Regions from separate parts of the Gossypium hirsutum genome. Here region 2 is linked to region 1. Evidence: chromatin contacts called from public Hi-C data. All regions are on one chromosome and are shown on one strand. The core of a region is the stretch at or near the end of the contact, and the rest is flanking DNA. Distances in the headings are between cores, read along the strand shown.

The links. Hi-C and Micro-C count contacts between places; a contact is called where the count stands out from the background.
Region 2: a Hi-C map of leaf shows a contact between it and region 1, with 2.0 times the contacts expected there. The contact joins the promoter of LOC107915503 here to the enhancer-like site in region 1. A contact is called at or near these places in 4 of 34 Hi-C or Micro-C datasets (callus and leaf).

What each region holds. Positions count from the first base shown.
Region 1 is chrD10:35,773,117-35,780,200 of Gossypium_hirsutum_v2.1, reverse strand. It overlaps the pseudogene LOC107914855. Among protein-coding and RNA genes, the nearest start is that of LOC121222819, 41 kb to the left of the region's middle. Within about 2 kb of position 2,295, at least 1 of the 9 cell types and tissues checked has an H3K27ac peak or open chromatin away from gene starts, as enhancers often do. A contact at or near this core is called in leaf, where this site is marked.
Region 2 is chrD10:36,302,242-36,309,678 of Gossypium_hirsutum_v2.1, reverse strand. LOC107915503 (protein TIME FOR COFFEE) reads right to left here and starts at 3,664. Exons shown (of 12, transcript XM_041102454.1): 1 at 3,239-3,664; 2 at 2,652-3,140; 3 at 2,452-2,546; 4 at 1,971-2,277; 5 at 1,431-1,881; 6 at 1,290-1,350; 7 at 1,097-1,189; 8 at 747-1,017; 9 at 600-666; 10 at 421-487; 11 at 1-332. The coding sequence starts at 3,344.

The DNA of each region.
Region 1 (7,084 bases), core at 1,046-3,545:
TCTGCTTTCACTGACAAGGATGCCGTGGTTTTGTGTTGTTTTGGTATAAAAATAATCTCTAGTGTAGATACGAGCTGATAATCATGCAAGTGCTTAAAGCAAAGGACAACTTTTACTCCTAAGCTGCTCGCTTTTCTACATTTGTAGGTTCTCTCACTTCCGCGGGTTGTAAAGGTTGCAGATGTGGTCTCTATTTTGCAGAGCAACAAGCATAATGGCTTTCCCGTAAGCTTAGCTTTCACATAGTGTCTCTAGTTCAATGTTAGCAATTATGAAAACAGTATTTCATTGTTCACCTTACCTAGGTAATTGATCACACAAGAAATGGAGAAACACTTGTTATCGGACTTATGCTTCGGAGGTACAACAAATGACATTTTTTCGCTCCCAGAGGTTTTGCTCTTTATATTGTAGAGCAGAAGCATGCTTGGAAGAACTAACTGCTGCGCTTTGCTTATAATGCAGTCACCTACTGGTGCTTCTTCAATCTAAGATAGATTTCCAGCATAGTCCTTTGCCTTGTGATCCCAGAGGTGGATCCCAGGGATTCGGTAAGTTGAAGTCTGCTATAAGTTTTAATTCTATAGTTTCATTCTGGCTTTTTATTCAGTTCAGCTTAAGAGTAAATAGCTCCCTTTGTTTACAGGCACAATTTTAGTGAATTTGCTAAACCTGTTTCAAGTAAAGGAATATCAATAAATGATATTCATCTTAGTTCAGATGACCTAGAAATGTACATAGATCTTGCACCATTTTTGAATCCCTCACCATATGTTGTACCGGAAGATATGTCATTAACAAAGGTGATTTCTTTTTTACAGTGTTGCTTTTAACAGATTATCATGTTTGTTACAGTATCTTTGTCTTTTACTTGTTAATGGTGACGGTATAGGTTTACAATATTTTCCGGCAACTAGGATTGAGACACATATTTGTTGTTCCCCGTGCATCTCGTATGATTGGTGTGATCACTAGAAAGGATTTGTTGATTGAAGAGGTACTTTTAGCTGCATCAGCTTTTTCTTAAGATTTTTAATTTGGACTCTATAGTAATTTGAACGTGTGATCTCTTATGTCACAGGAAACTGATTCAACTACAATGGAGCTCCAATCAACTAGTGTAAGGTCTCTCTGCTGCCTTACTTTCTGTTTACAAAATTTTAATTGACTGAGAACGTATAAAGTATGTGGAAATCCTAATCTCAACTTGACACCTGTCTAACCTCACCAAACAGACTTTAAAGCTATATCGCGGACTCTCTTTCAAGTCACTAAGGTGGTTATGTGCAAATCTCAAGGGTGGAATGAGAACTATAATCTGCCTAACTAATAATGTAGTGTGCAAGTCCACGTGTAGGCACAACAGTAAAAATCATTCAGTTTTGGTTTTAAGGTAGTATGCTCCTATCTCCGAAAATGGCCTTTCGAATTTTCTTTCTCCTACATGTCAACTAAAGTGTAAGATAGGTCTCTTTGACTTAATAACTAGTAACATCTTCAGATGTTAAGGTGCGTCTGAACTTGACAATAGAAACTCTATTAGTATTCCTATGGCAAGCATATATTATCTTGGTGTGTTCACGTTCTCTCTTCTGTAAGTGTTTCATGGGCATATATCTCCACATCAATTATCTAACTTGTCTGAGGGACCGAGCAACCTTTTTAGCTCGGACAGTGTAGGGTGAGTAAATATATTTTAATTCTGTGATTACTACTTAATAATTAAAATTTATTTTATATGAATATAAATATAAATATTAATCTTTAATATCTAATATATTTTATTATCTTTGGCATTTTCAGTATTTGCTTTGATTTCTGTTTTATTTTTAGGTTTAATGGTAGAGGTCAGCGACATGAGAAAAGATTGTTGGTAGGAAATGCAGATGCAGAGCGCCCACTTCTGAATGGTCTTTTGATTCAGGATCATGATATTCAACATCATACGTCTACTACATAACATATTACGGTTCTTCTCCTAAGCTCAAATTCTCATTTTCTACATAAATTTGTTCGAACGGTTAGGTTAGATCCGATATACCACACTGACTGGAACGCTGTATCATATTATTAGAAAATGAAAAATGTATAATAGCTTTGATAGGCAAGTTGTATTTAACGGATTATCTCTTCAATTTCATATCGGATTTCGCAAGTTTAAGTTGCTCACTCGGGAAGCTTGGTGATGGAGTTACAAATGGTTAAATTTTGAGTTCACACAACGTGTAAAGGGTATAAAAGACCGATTGATTGAGGGCGAAGACTTTTTGTGTAGTCAAGAATTGGGGTCTCATGATCACTAGTCAATATGTTTTTCCTTTTCTTGCACGCCTTTTATAGTTCATGGTTTGATACTTTGGGGTCCAATTCGGATAGTGATGTTGAACCGTTCAAAACCATTATCAAATCGGAAATCAGGATCGTTTGAATTTATTTAAAAAATCGATTTAATCGGTGTTTTAGTAGTTTTATGAATTTTTGTTTTATGTTTCATACATTATTTAGTCCAATTTTATCTAATCCAATAATTCAACCAAAGAAAAATTTAAATGAAAATGAAAAAAAAAAACAGAACAAGGAATGAGAAGAGAGAATCTGCACTGCTGAGAGAAACTTGATAAAACTATAAAAGAAAAAACTTGATGAAACTTGATGGTTCTGAGAAAAATTCTACAAAGCAAAGAGTGAAACTGAAAGATTTTGAATATATATCTCTATATATATGCAATATTGATGAAAGCATAAAGCAAATTTCAAAAAAAAAAAAAAAGAAAGATGAAGAAGAAGAAAGTGATTAAACAAATAAAGAAAAATGGAAGTGATAGATTGAGAAGGTGGCAGACGGCAGATAAAAAAACTAATGGTGAGCTTGGATAGGCGGTGCGTTTATCTGCGGTTAGTGTAAAAATAGCAGTGGCGGTGAGATTAGATACTGTAGCGTGAGACAAAAAGTAAACTAAACGCACCGCAACGCACCCAATCGCTCATCCAAACCCACTCTAAGGGAAGTTAAATATCCTAATATTTGGGTTATTGAGCCCAGTTAGATAAAAAGATGGATAATAAAGTATTGGGCTTGGTATGGTTTATTTTTAAAACTTTTAAATAAAATGAAAATTTAAAATTTATATATTATATAATAAAAATAAATTCTGGTTGGATTGCCAGTCTAACCGATTTGAATTGGGAATAGTGGTCTGGTGGATTTGACCACCAGTCCGGTTTAAAAGAGCATTGATGAAAAGCTTTTATTTGAGTTCCTTAAAAAGATTTGGTTTTTATTTTATTATTTTGAAAGGTTTAACTTTTACGTAAGTATTTGTTAAAAGGTATAGTTTTAATTTAAGCAGTTAATCTTAATAAATTATTAGGAAAATAGAATTGATATTACGTGTAGAAAAATAAATTAACAATTTGATAAAGATATTGTAAGGTCAATTATTGTATAGAAGATTGATTTATATGTTTTCTAAGTGTCTCCTATAGGTATTGTAAATTTGCTTTTAGTTGAAGGCATGAGTTTCCTTGATTTATCTATAGTTAATTTTGGTTAGGACTTTGGTTCTCCTGCTTTCAACTAAAAATGAAAAACATATTGATAGTTTTGAAGGAACATAGAAAGAGATGGATGATAGGAGATGCTATAAAAACTAGGCTTTTATGAAGAGAGTATAGAGATTTGAGTAGGGGTGTGTATTTAGTTAATCGACCCGAAATAGTTATAACCGAATTAACTGACTTTCCAAAATTTTTAACCGTTAACTGAACCGAATTTAAAAAAAAACATTAACCGAACCGAAATTTTTTCGGTTAATTAGGTCGGTTAACCAAATTAACCGAAAATTGTATGGTTTTTATTTTTGATTAAAAATTAACCGAATTAATCGAATTACCCGAATTGAATCACTACATAATTAAAAATATTACATAAGTCTTTGAATCACTACATAATTAAAAACATTACATAATTATTGAAATTAACACATAGTTGAAATGTAAGTCTTTAATATTCTCCATTTATATTCATTTCTTCTCTCCAAAAAATCTCCATTTGCGTTAAACCTAAACAAAAAACATGTGTAATTGGGTAGATACTAAGAGTTAGACTTTAGTTTTATTTTTATTGGGTTGCTAATTGGGTAGACTTTAGTTTTAGTTTTATTGGGTTGGGTAATTGGGTTGGGTTGGATAATTTTATTTATTAATTTTTTCGGTTAACCAAAAAAATTCGATTAACCGACCGGTTTCAAACCGAATTAACTGTTAACCGAAAAATCATAAAAAAAATTGACCGACCCTCGACCGAAAAAATTCAATTAACCGACCGATTAACCGAATTCAGTCGGTTAACCGAATTTTTTCAGTTTTACCCGAATTATGCACACCCCTAAATTTGAGTGAGACATAATCTCACCTAATATGCGGCCCTGATTGATCAGGATGGCTGAGCTTGATTGGATGATTGATTTGAAAATTTTGTTAATGGTAGTTTGGTAGCATCAATCTTTGCAAAAGTGCTCGTTGTTGGAGTTACCATACAACTATTTAAGGATTAGTATCCAAATTTTATTAAGTGTCAAATTTTAAGCATTAAATTTTATCGGAAACTAATTCCATTTATTAATAAATTAAATCGATTTGAAACAAATTGTGTTATTATGTGATGAAATCTAAGATTATAACTTTTTTCTAAGAAAATAATATTATTAATAAGAATTATTAAAAATAATAATATAAAGATAAGATACATATAATAAAAATGATAAATAAATCACTACAAACTAATGCACAAATTCCATGTCTATAAAGTAACCTAAAAAAATGACAAATTGACAGTGACTGCAATACTAGAATAATTCAGAAACAAACCAGAGATGCATCAACTTGATCGAGTCGCTAAAATTTTCATTCTAGCCTCGCCATCATCAAATCAACCTGACGATAAACACCAATCAACCAAGAAAAAACTACCAAAAGCCCCAAGAGACTTACCGCACCATTTACATGTTGGATCTAGTGTCCTTAGTGTAGTATATTAGTTTGTAAACTTGTAATTTTTTTTTTCGAACAAATTGGTTAATAAAAAAATTCATTAATTACATTAATATACTTTGTATAATTGTCCTCAAATAGTTTTTTCACACAAAACAAAATGGAAGTTGTCTAAATGTTTAAATAGTAGACTAACCTAAAAATGTCCTTAGTCTAATCGAAAATGAAAAAATAAATTAAAAGACTAATATGTCGTATATCAAGTCCAATTAGGGAGATGCCTTATCTTGGGCATTGGAGCGGATGACTCTCAAAAGATAGAGACATAGATGTGACTGACTAGATGGCGAACTATGTATGCATGACTTGTAAACTTTGATGTAAGTGAAAGCTTGAGTTCAAATAAATAAGGAACCGAAAGCTGGTGCATTGGGTCTCTTAGGTGTAGTGGCTTAACTGTAGAAACTCAACCTCATACTCAGCCATGGATCTATCCCTCTGTTTGAGCTCAATGAACTCCAATCGACGGGCCTCAACATAATGCTTCCCCACATACTTGTTCTGGAAAGCCTTAAGAAAATATTCCCAAGTCAATCTACCAGCTTGGGTACCCTTCACAATGGCTTGCCACCAATGATAAGCCTCATCCCTCAGTAGTGAGACCGTTCCCCTTAGTTTTTGCTCCAGGGTACATTCCATGTCATCTAAAATTCTCTCCGTAGTCTCAAGCCAATATTCTACCATAGTAGGGGTCATCCCAACAATACCCCTGAATAGCTCGGCTATGTTAGTATGAAGCCTCTTAGAAATGGTCCTGTGATTTTCAGATCTTCCTTAAGCCTTATCAACACATTATAGCACCCTTAACATGGCCTGTGACATAGCATCGTCAATAGGCTCTAGATGATCCTTCTTCATAGTGCGAGTATTCACGACCCGATCAGCCACAAGTTTGAGTTCAGTCACGGGTTTAGCTAAGCGCACTCGTGACGCAGACAAATCTACTTGGGGCCCTAAATCCCGCTCTCTGCGAGCTCTCATTCCTCTAGTACGCACGCTTTGTGAACTCATCTTTATTAATTGAAACTAATGTTTTATGCAGTTTTTTCTGACAATTTGAAACGAGTTTTATTTGTCAGTTTAGAATGTTTCTGTTCTTAAATTTTTGTCTCTAAGTATCAATATCTATAGTATTCCGAATCTATAGTCTCACAGCATGTCTTTCAAAGTCTATAGTTGTAACACCCCGTACCCGAGACCGTTACCGGAGTCGGACACGAGGGGTTCACAGACTAAATTCGCTTACTATCGCAGTCCATTTTAAAAATTTCCAGGCAGTTGGCTAACTGCGTTACTGTCACCTTAAAAATCATATCTTGAGTTTCACAACTCGAAAATCAGTTTCGTAATTTTTCCCTGAAACTAAACTCATATGCCCATCTACATATTTTTTTTCTAGAATTTTTGGTCGGGCAAATTAGTACAGTTTATTCGTTAAATTCTCCCCTGTTACAGGGTGTGACTACACTGACCTTCATGCATTACGATTTGGATATCTCCCTGCACAGAGTTTCAATACTGATGCCGTTTGTTTCTATAGAAACTAGACTCAGAGAGGAATCTATACATATATGGCATGACTCCTAATTATCTCTAGTTAATTTATAATGAATTTCCAAAGTCGAAACAGGGAATCCAGAAACCGTTCTGGCCCTGTCTCACGAGAACCTGAATATCTCTTAACATACTGTCCATATGATCGTTTCGTTACTTTCCTATGAAAATAGATTCATCAAGGTTCGCTTACATAATTTATTCACTATTTAATTCCATTCCTACTAGTTTTAGTGATTTTTCACATCCACATCACTGTTGCTGCCAGCATCTGTTTTTTTTAAGGTAAACTTTACCTATTTCATGATCCTCCATGGATCAACTAGAGTTTGTCATACATATTCCAAAAGTGATCAAGAATAACCCTTCCCATGGCTAACCGTTACCAACATTTCCATACCTCTCGACGGACAACATACAAAACGATTATAATGCTATGATTAAAGTATATTTAAGCCATTTTCGCATGGCTATCCAA
Region 2 (7,437 bases), core at 2,415-4,914, 530 kb before region 1:
TGGAGCAGCATTTGCTTTCTCTGTGCAGCATCCACCATGTTGGTAGCAGCCTGTGAACTTTTATCTTTGCCACCATGACCAGGAAAAATTGCAAGTGTCTGCCCCTTGTCTTGTGCAGAACTCACCGCTCTCCCAGGAATGTTCCCATTCAATTCCGAAGCAGGCACAACATTTAGATTTGCCTTCAGACCATAGAGTGAAGCTGAACCAGGTGCCGTGGGCCAGAAAGGATTCATCTTCATGAATTGCTGGTGACAGTGTACATTCCGAGCAATGTAGCAATGGGTTGCACATCTCTTTGGCCTTGGTTGAGTAAACAGCAGATGTGGAGGCTGCAAAAGTCCAAAAGTTCAAGGTAAATTAGAACCCAAAACAATTAAATAACCAAGACCTGAAAACATTAAGAACATATCGACATGCCTGAATAGATGCGGAAGATACAGCGCTCACATCCATGGATACAACACCTTGCAGAGGAGCCATGTATCTGCTCAGGAAGGGAAAAAAATTCATTACCCCCCATTATAACATCTAAACCACTGGTTTATATACTAAAGACAAAAAAGCACAAAACCCAATATCAAATCAACAAGCTATACCCCATTGGAGGAACTCCACCAGGCCAGCTAGCCAATGACATCGGCAAAGGTAAAGCACAAGATTGTGCTGTAGAAAGCCAAAAACAGAAGTCCAGATCAGAAACAAGAGAGGAGAAATTTTCCCAGGAAAAAAAGGATTAACTTTACCAGATTTCTCTTTATCGGGCTGCTGTTGCTCCTGCTTTAGAACATTGTGTTTGAACTTGCTCGCACCGACACTACCTGTGCCACTATCTCTATCAGATTTCTCCAAATCAAGCTTTAGATGAGCATTCCTTTCACTCTTTATAACTGGATTATGCGATTCAGTTTCTTCAGAAGTCAGTTTGGGCTTCTTATTATCCTCGGCTTCCACATTCACATCTTCATTTCCGATATTCACTCTTTTATCATCTTCCTTAACCGTAGACTTCATCTCCTGCACAGGAAAAGAAAAAAAAGCCATTAATTTAAGATACACATCATACCAAGAAACTGGTGAAAGCTAGGTGACTCACCAATTCCATATCTGTGGGCAATGGTTTAGGATCTGAAACCCCAAAATCAATCTCATCATCCCTCTCTGGTGATGATCTAGATGGAGGAATAGCCTAAAACCAAAGTAATAAATAGCTTAGAATTCCAGAGACAAAGAATCAACTAGAAGGAGATAAAAGAGCTTGCATCTTTTAACAAAAGGAGGATCCACACCATCAGATCTATCTGGAACTTCTCTTCCCGCTGACTCTCGATCCCACCAACTGTTGAATTCCTGAAACACCAAAGCTTTCGAGACTTATAACACCCCCATAAAAAGTTAACGAGGAATGAGTAGAAGGAAACAATGCTCACGCTTTTGTCACAGTCTCACGCTCATCATCCAATCGGGGACCAGCGATAGAAGGATTATTAGCAGGAGAAGGTAAAGTTTCCTTCATTGGCGATTGAGACTCCTCTTTTTTACAGATACCCACGTCTCTACTCTCAGATTCTTCAGTCAAAGGCTTAGAATCTGGTACCAAATTGCTCTTCTCTTCCTTCTTTGGCTCAGCCTGAACGAGCTCTGCAGAAGCTGGTCCAGCTTGAGAAGAATTCATCAAAGAAGGACCATCATTTTCAGCCATGGATCCTGAATTATTCTCAAAACTGGGGGAGGTAGCTTCAATTTTAGCGGGTTGATCAATTTCAACCTTAGTTGTTGTAGATGAAATTGAATTGTTCGAAACAGAGAACATAGGAGGTGGTGCTACCGCAGTAGCTTCATCCTCGTACTTCACCGGTCTTGGTCTTTTCCTCTTGGGAGCTGCAACAACAATACCCAAATCAAAATCTGTCGCCCAATTGTTCAGAAAAGCAAAAGTTTCTATTTCTTCTAAACTGAAAGTTACTAACCAATTGCAGACATAGTAGTAGCAGAAGAGTTAGAATTTGAAGGTAAATTGGAAGATGGTTGAGGAAGGGTTGACGGGGAGTAGGAGATCGGTGAAGAGACTCTTGATTTAGAATCAAGATTGTGTTTATTAACTTCTCGTGAATCGAACTTGACCGAATCATTCCCATTTGTATCTTGCTTCAATGGGACTTGTGGCTGCCTCATCAAACCATATAAGACCTCCGCAATCTCCATCTCAATCTCTTCCTGAGCTGAAGATGAGGATTTCGACGAAGATTTGGGTGGCCTTTGCTTTAGTCCGTTAGCCTTCACATCAAAAACCAAATCTTTGTCACTAGATTGAACAAAAAAAGAGCCAAAAACAAAGAACAAAAAATTCAGAAAACTGACCATCTTCTTCCTCATAGTAGCATTGGAAGAAGATGGAGAGGCTGGAGCCGGAGACGGTAATGTTATCATCCCAGCTACACCTGTTCTCACCGGCGAAGTTGAAGCTTGACGGTGAATCTGTTCTCCACCTACTAAACCAACAGCACCGCTACTTGATGCCCATTCATGAGACCTTTTAGTAGAAGCTGTACAAAATAAAATAAAAGGAAAAATAACAAATCAGCCACTTCAAAAGCAAAATACTTGCTAACAAAAAGGCTGAAATTCGTTAATCTCTTCCACCTCTCTACCTGACCGAGCTTTTCTAGGCACCGACACGCCAATCATCTCATCGGCTGCCTTCCACGTAGACGAGGTAGTTGTGCTGGTAGTCAGAACAGGCCCCGAAGGCGGTGTCGTTCTAATGACTTTCACGGGTAGCGGAAAACTCTTCCGATGTTGATGCTGCTGCTGTTGATGATGAATCGACAAAGACCCGGCCATGTTGTTCGGCGGAATCATCCGAACAGAACCTCCTCCAGTTATTCCCCCTCCGTCTTCGTCGTCATCATCTTCATCGTCGTTCACACTTTCTTCAGAACTTTCATCGGCTCCGTCTTCTCTGTTACTTATCAATCTATCGCCTCTTCTTCTCTTACTCGTTCTACTAAAGCGATCTCTTTCTCTTTCTCTATCTCGCTCTCTATCTCGTTCTCTTTCCCTTTCCCTTTCTCGATCTCGATCCTTCTTCCGATCTCTTAAACGCGTCGTTTCTTGAAACTCCACCGGCCCATCATCCTCTGCACAATACAAAAGGGAAAAAAATAAACAAATCAAAAAACTTCACTATGAAGACACCGTTAGAGGTGAAAAGAAAGACCAGATCTGATTTTAAAACCTGGGGAGTCTCTAAGAGAGCTACTTCTATGCCGCCGCCGTGAAAGGCCATGTGTGGCGGAAACGGCAGCCATAGTGGCTCTCCTCGCTTCTCTGGTTCTATCCATCTTCGTAAATCAACTCGTTTTGCAGATAACAAATCAGTTGATATAGAAACAAGACTAATCGCATCACTCCTCAGTCAATCGTCTCAAATCTACCATAATTCGCCCAGAAATGAGCTCCGGTGACTGTCTCCGGCGAGAACCGGATCTCGATAATTTTTCAAAGATCTTGTGTTGAAACAATCTGTCAGACTCAGACTTCAAAGATTTTAGCTTTTCTCTTCTTTCTCTCTGCCCCCCACTCTCCCTCTCTCCGCTCTTTCTTCTCCTTATCTCTCTTTCCTCTTTTTGTGCTCTAAATGTCATCTTCTTTTCGCTATTTCACCCTCAACGAAACCCACTCCAAGCCTTAATGAACGGCCAAGATCCCTGATTGCAATAAGTGCCCACATCTTAACCGTTGATTCCTCGACAAATCAAACGATTTTCATTGGCTTAAACCAACATGGCAAGATCTGAACGGTTGATAAATTATCTCTTCTCGCTCTTAACCCTTTCTAAATTTTTCTATATCGCAACGTGTCATATTTTATTTTTCTTCCCTAATAAGCTTCCGTAGTTTCACCTCACTCGCTACCGATTTGGTAACAATAAAAAATTAATTTGTAATAATATAAAATTTCTTGCCAAAAAATATTTTAAAAATTAAAATTGCTATATATGAATGTAGCATTAGGGTTTGGAGAGCTAAGAACTGTTTCCCAAGAATCTCGATTAACATAGGTAGGGGCTCTTGGATTTCCCGAAGCGATTCGTGACCTGCTATTGCCGGTTGCAGAGAGTGGTAAAAAGTAAATGAGCATTACCATCTCATGGAATCAGCTGACCGCAAAGTATATGTTTACCACCGGTCAATGTTCATTATTTCGGTTCCATGTTTTATAATTATCTTTTAAAAAATTTAAAAAATAATGGAAAAGCAATTTTAACATAAAAATTAATAATACATATTAATAATATATAGAAGATATATTTTATTATGGAATTTAAAAATATTATATTAATTATAATAAATAAGTATGTCAATATTTTATTATTAAATTTTGTACTAATAAAAAAACTAAATTACGAAAAACAGTTGTAGTTAATGTTGGTTTTGGACACCCATAATTAACGGCTCATTTTGCAATTTTTTTTTCATGGCCATCAAGGAAAATAAAACAAAAGCTTTTTTTAATTTAAAATGAAATTACCAAAGCAATTTTTAAGTTGGTGTATATAGTGGGAAAATGAATGGATAAAAAAAAAGTGTAAACGAGGACTTTTTCTCTCAACGAGAAAAGGAACTTAAAAGTGTTCTTTGAAAGGAATTAAATTTTATTTTTTGACTGTGTATTTAGTGTTGCGGAATATAGACGATTTTTTAGTACACAATTTTGTTTTCATCAGTACATCGAACCAATTCAACAACGATTCTGTATGTTTTCTAATTTTCATTTATTTCGTAAATTTATATATTAATTTGGGTTAGTATCTTTTTTTACATTATTATTTGAGTCAGGTTATTGCTTCGATTATTGCTATATATATATATGAATTTGACGATTTGGTTGTATGTTCGATCCCGGCAGTAGTATTGATATCTAACTTCGAAATATGTTCAAAAACTTAAAAGAGTTTGTTCATATATTTTTGTTAATGGCGTGTTAGTTTTTTTAACAGATCCAAAATGTTGTAACGACCAAACTTTAATGGCTGAATGCCATTCTCATACTTGAATGGCCTTTTACTGTATTTTTTAGTGGAAAAATGACCGAGCCACTGTAAACGAACACTCAATAAAAAATTTGTACAAAAATTATAAAAATTGAAATGCAACTTTACTACAAGTATGTAGGGTTATAATATTTTTAGTGTTTACAACAGAACACTAAGTGTAACACCACGAACCCGAGACCGTCACCGGAGTCGAACACCAGGTGTTAACAGACTTTTAAAAAAAATTTCCCAGACACTGCCAATCTGCGTACTAGTCGCTTTATAAAATCATATCTTGAGTTCAGAAACTCGGAATCCAGTTCCGTAAATTTTCCATGAAACTAGACTCATATGCCCATCTACATATTTTTTTCTAGAATTTTTGGTTGGGCCAATTAGTACAGTTTATTAGTCAAAGTCTCCCATGTTACAGGGATCGACTACACTGACCTTTGCGCATTACAACTTGGATATCTCCCTATACAGGGCTTCAATACTGATGCCGTTTGTTTCTATAGAAACTAGACTCAGAGAGGAATCTATACATATATGGCTTGACTCCTAATTGTCTCTGGTTAATTTATAATGAATTTCCAAAGTCGGAACAGGAAATCCAGAAACCGTTCTGGCCCTGTCTCACGAGAACCTGAATATCTCTTAACATACTGTCTGTATGATTGTTTCGTTACTTTCCTATGAAAATAGATTCATCAAGGTTCGGTTACATAATTTATTCACTATTTAATTTCATTCCTACTATTTTTAGTGATTTTCCAAATCTACATTACTGCTGCTGTCAGCATCTGCCTTTAAGGTAGACTTTACCTATTTCATAGTTTCCATGATTCAACTAGCCCTTTTTGCATAAATAGCACAATTTATGATAGTGATTAACCATTCCCATGGCCAATCCTTGTCAAGCATATCCACACCAAATGATTATAACATTATACTCAAACATATATAAGCCATTTTCGCATGGCTATCCAAAATTATACAAGTCCAAAGGGTCCATGACCCACAACAAACGGGTAGTCCTATACATGCCATTTCGAAGTTCAACCAAAATTGTACCAAAAAGGGGGGGCTTTGATAGTGTGGGCGACTTCGACTTCAAAATCCCGAGTCCGATAGCTGGAGAACCAAAATCTATAAAAAAAAGGATCAAAGAAACGGAGTAAGCAATTTATGCTTAGTAAGTTTTGAGCAAGGAATTCCAGCACAACAAAAGTATAGCATTCATGTAGCTAAACGGATAATTTCATATGCACAATTTTTCAATATCATACTTGCTTCACATTACCAACCCTTATGTACATACACAAAAGATCAACTTAGCCAAAGGCCGGTAGCTCGTTTATCAACTGAGCGAATACTTTTATTTGTAAGGGCTCAACTAAATTCAAGCACATACGAAACATACCTCAATGTTGGGATGTTTCTAGAGTATTTACTGAAATTTTTACAGCAAGATCATTCATTCCCAAATCACGTACCTTCGGAATTTAACCGGATATAGCTACTCGTTCAAATGCCTTCGGGACATAGCCCGGTTATAGTAACTCGCACAATTGCCTTCGGGACTTAACCCGGATTTAGTAACTCGCACAAATGCCTTCGGGCTTAGCCCGGAATTAGTATCTCGCACAAATGCCTTCGGATCTTAGTCCGGATATGGTCACTTAGCACAAAGCCTTCGGGACTTAGCCCGGACATCATTCAAATAACCATGCACATTTAACAATAAATCATGGCACATTCATATTTCGTTCTCGTTAGCAAAACTCAAACACAAGACATTTATCATTCTTGCAATTTCGGCTCAATAGCCACACAAAGAGCATGATTTTAATTTGCTTAAAACATGATCTAATCAAATCATAATTTAAGCTCTTTTACTCAAGAACTTACCTCGGGTGTTGTTGAACGATTCCGATAGCTATTCGACCACTTTTTCCTTCCCTTTATCGGATTTAGTTCCCCTTTGCTCTTGAGCTTAATTAAACAAATAAATTGATTTAATCATTTGAGCATCGAAAAGAGGAACACAAGGCACTTAGCCCATATTTATACATTAGACATTAAAGTCACATATGTACGGAATCATGAATCAAACTCAACATTTTAGCTAATTTTTCCCCCTTGGCCGAATTTTCTAAGCCAAGACAAAAGCATCAATATGCTTGCCTCTAACCGAATACATGCAACACCAATCTCCTTCCTATGGCCGAATATGCATGTCTATGTTGGGGCCGATTTCAACACTTAATACATTCTACAAGTATGGTCACTTGTATTGACTAAACACCCTTTTGTTTCAAGTTCAAAACTTGGCTAATACACACATATATACACTAGTAAAGCATCCTCTCCCTTTCCATCAATTTAACACATGCAT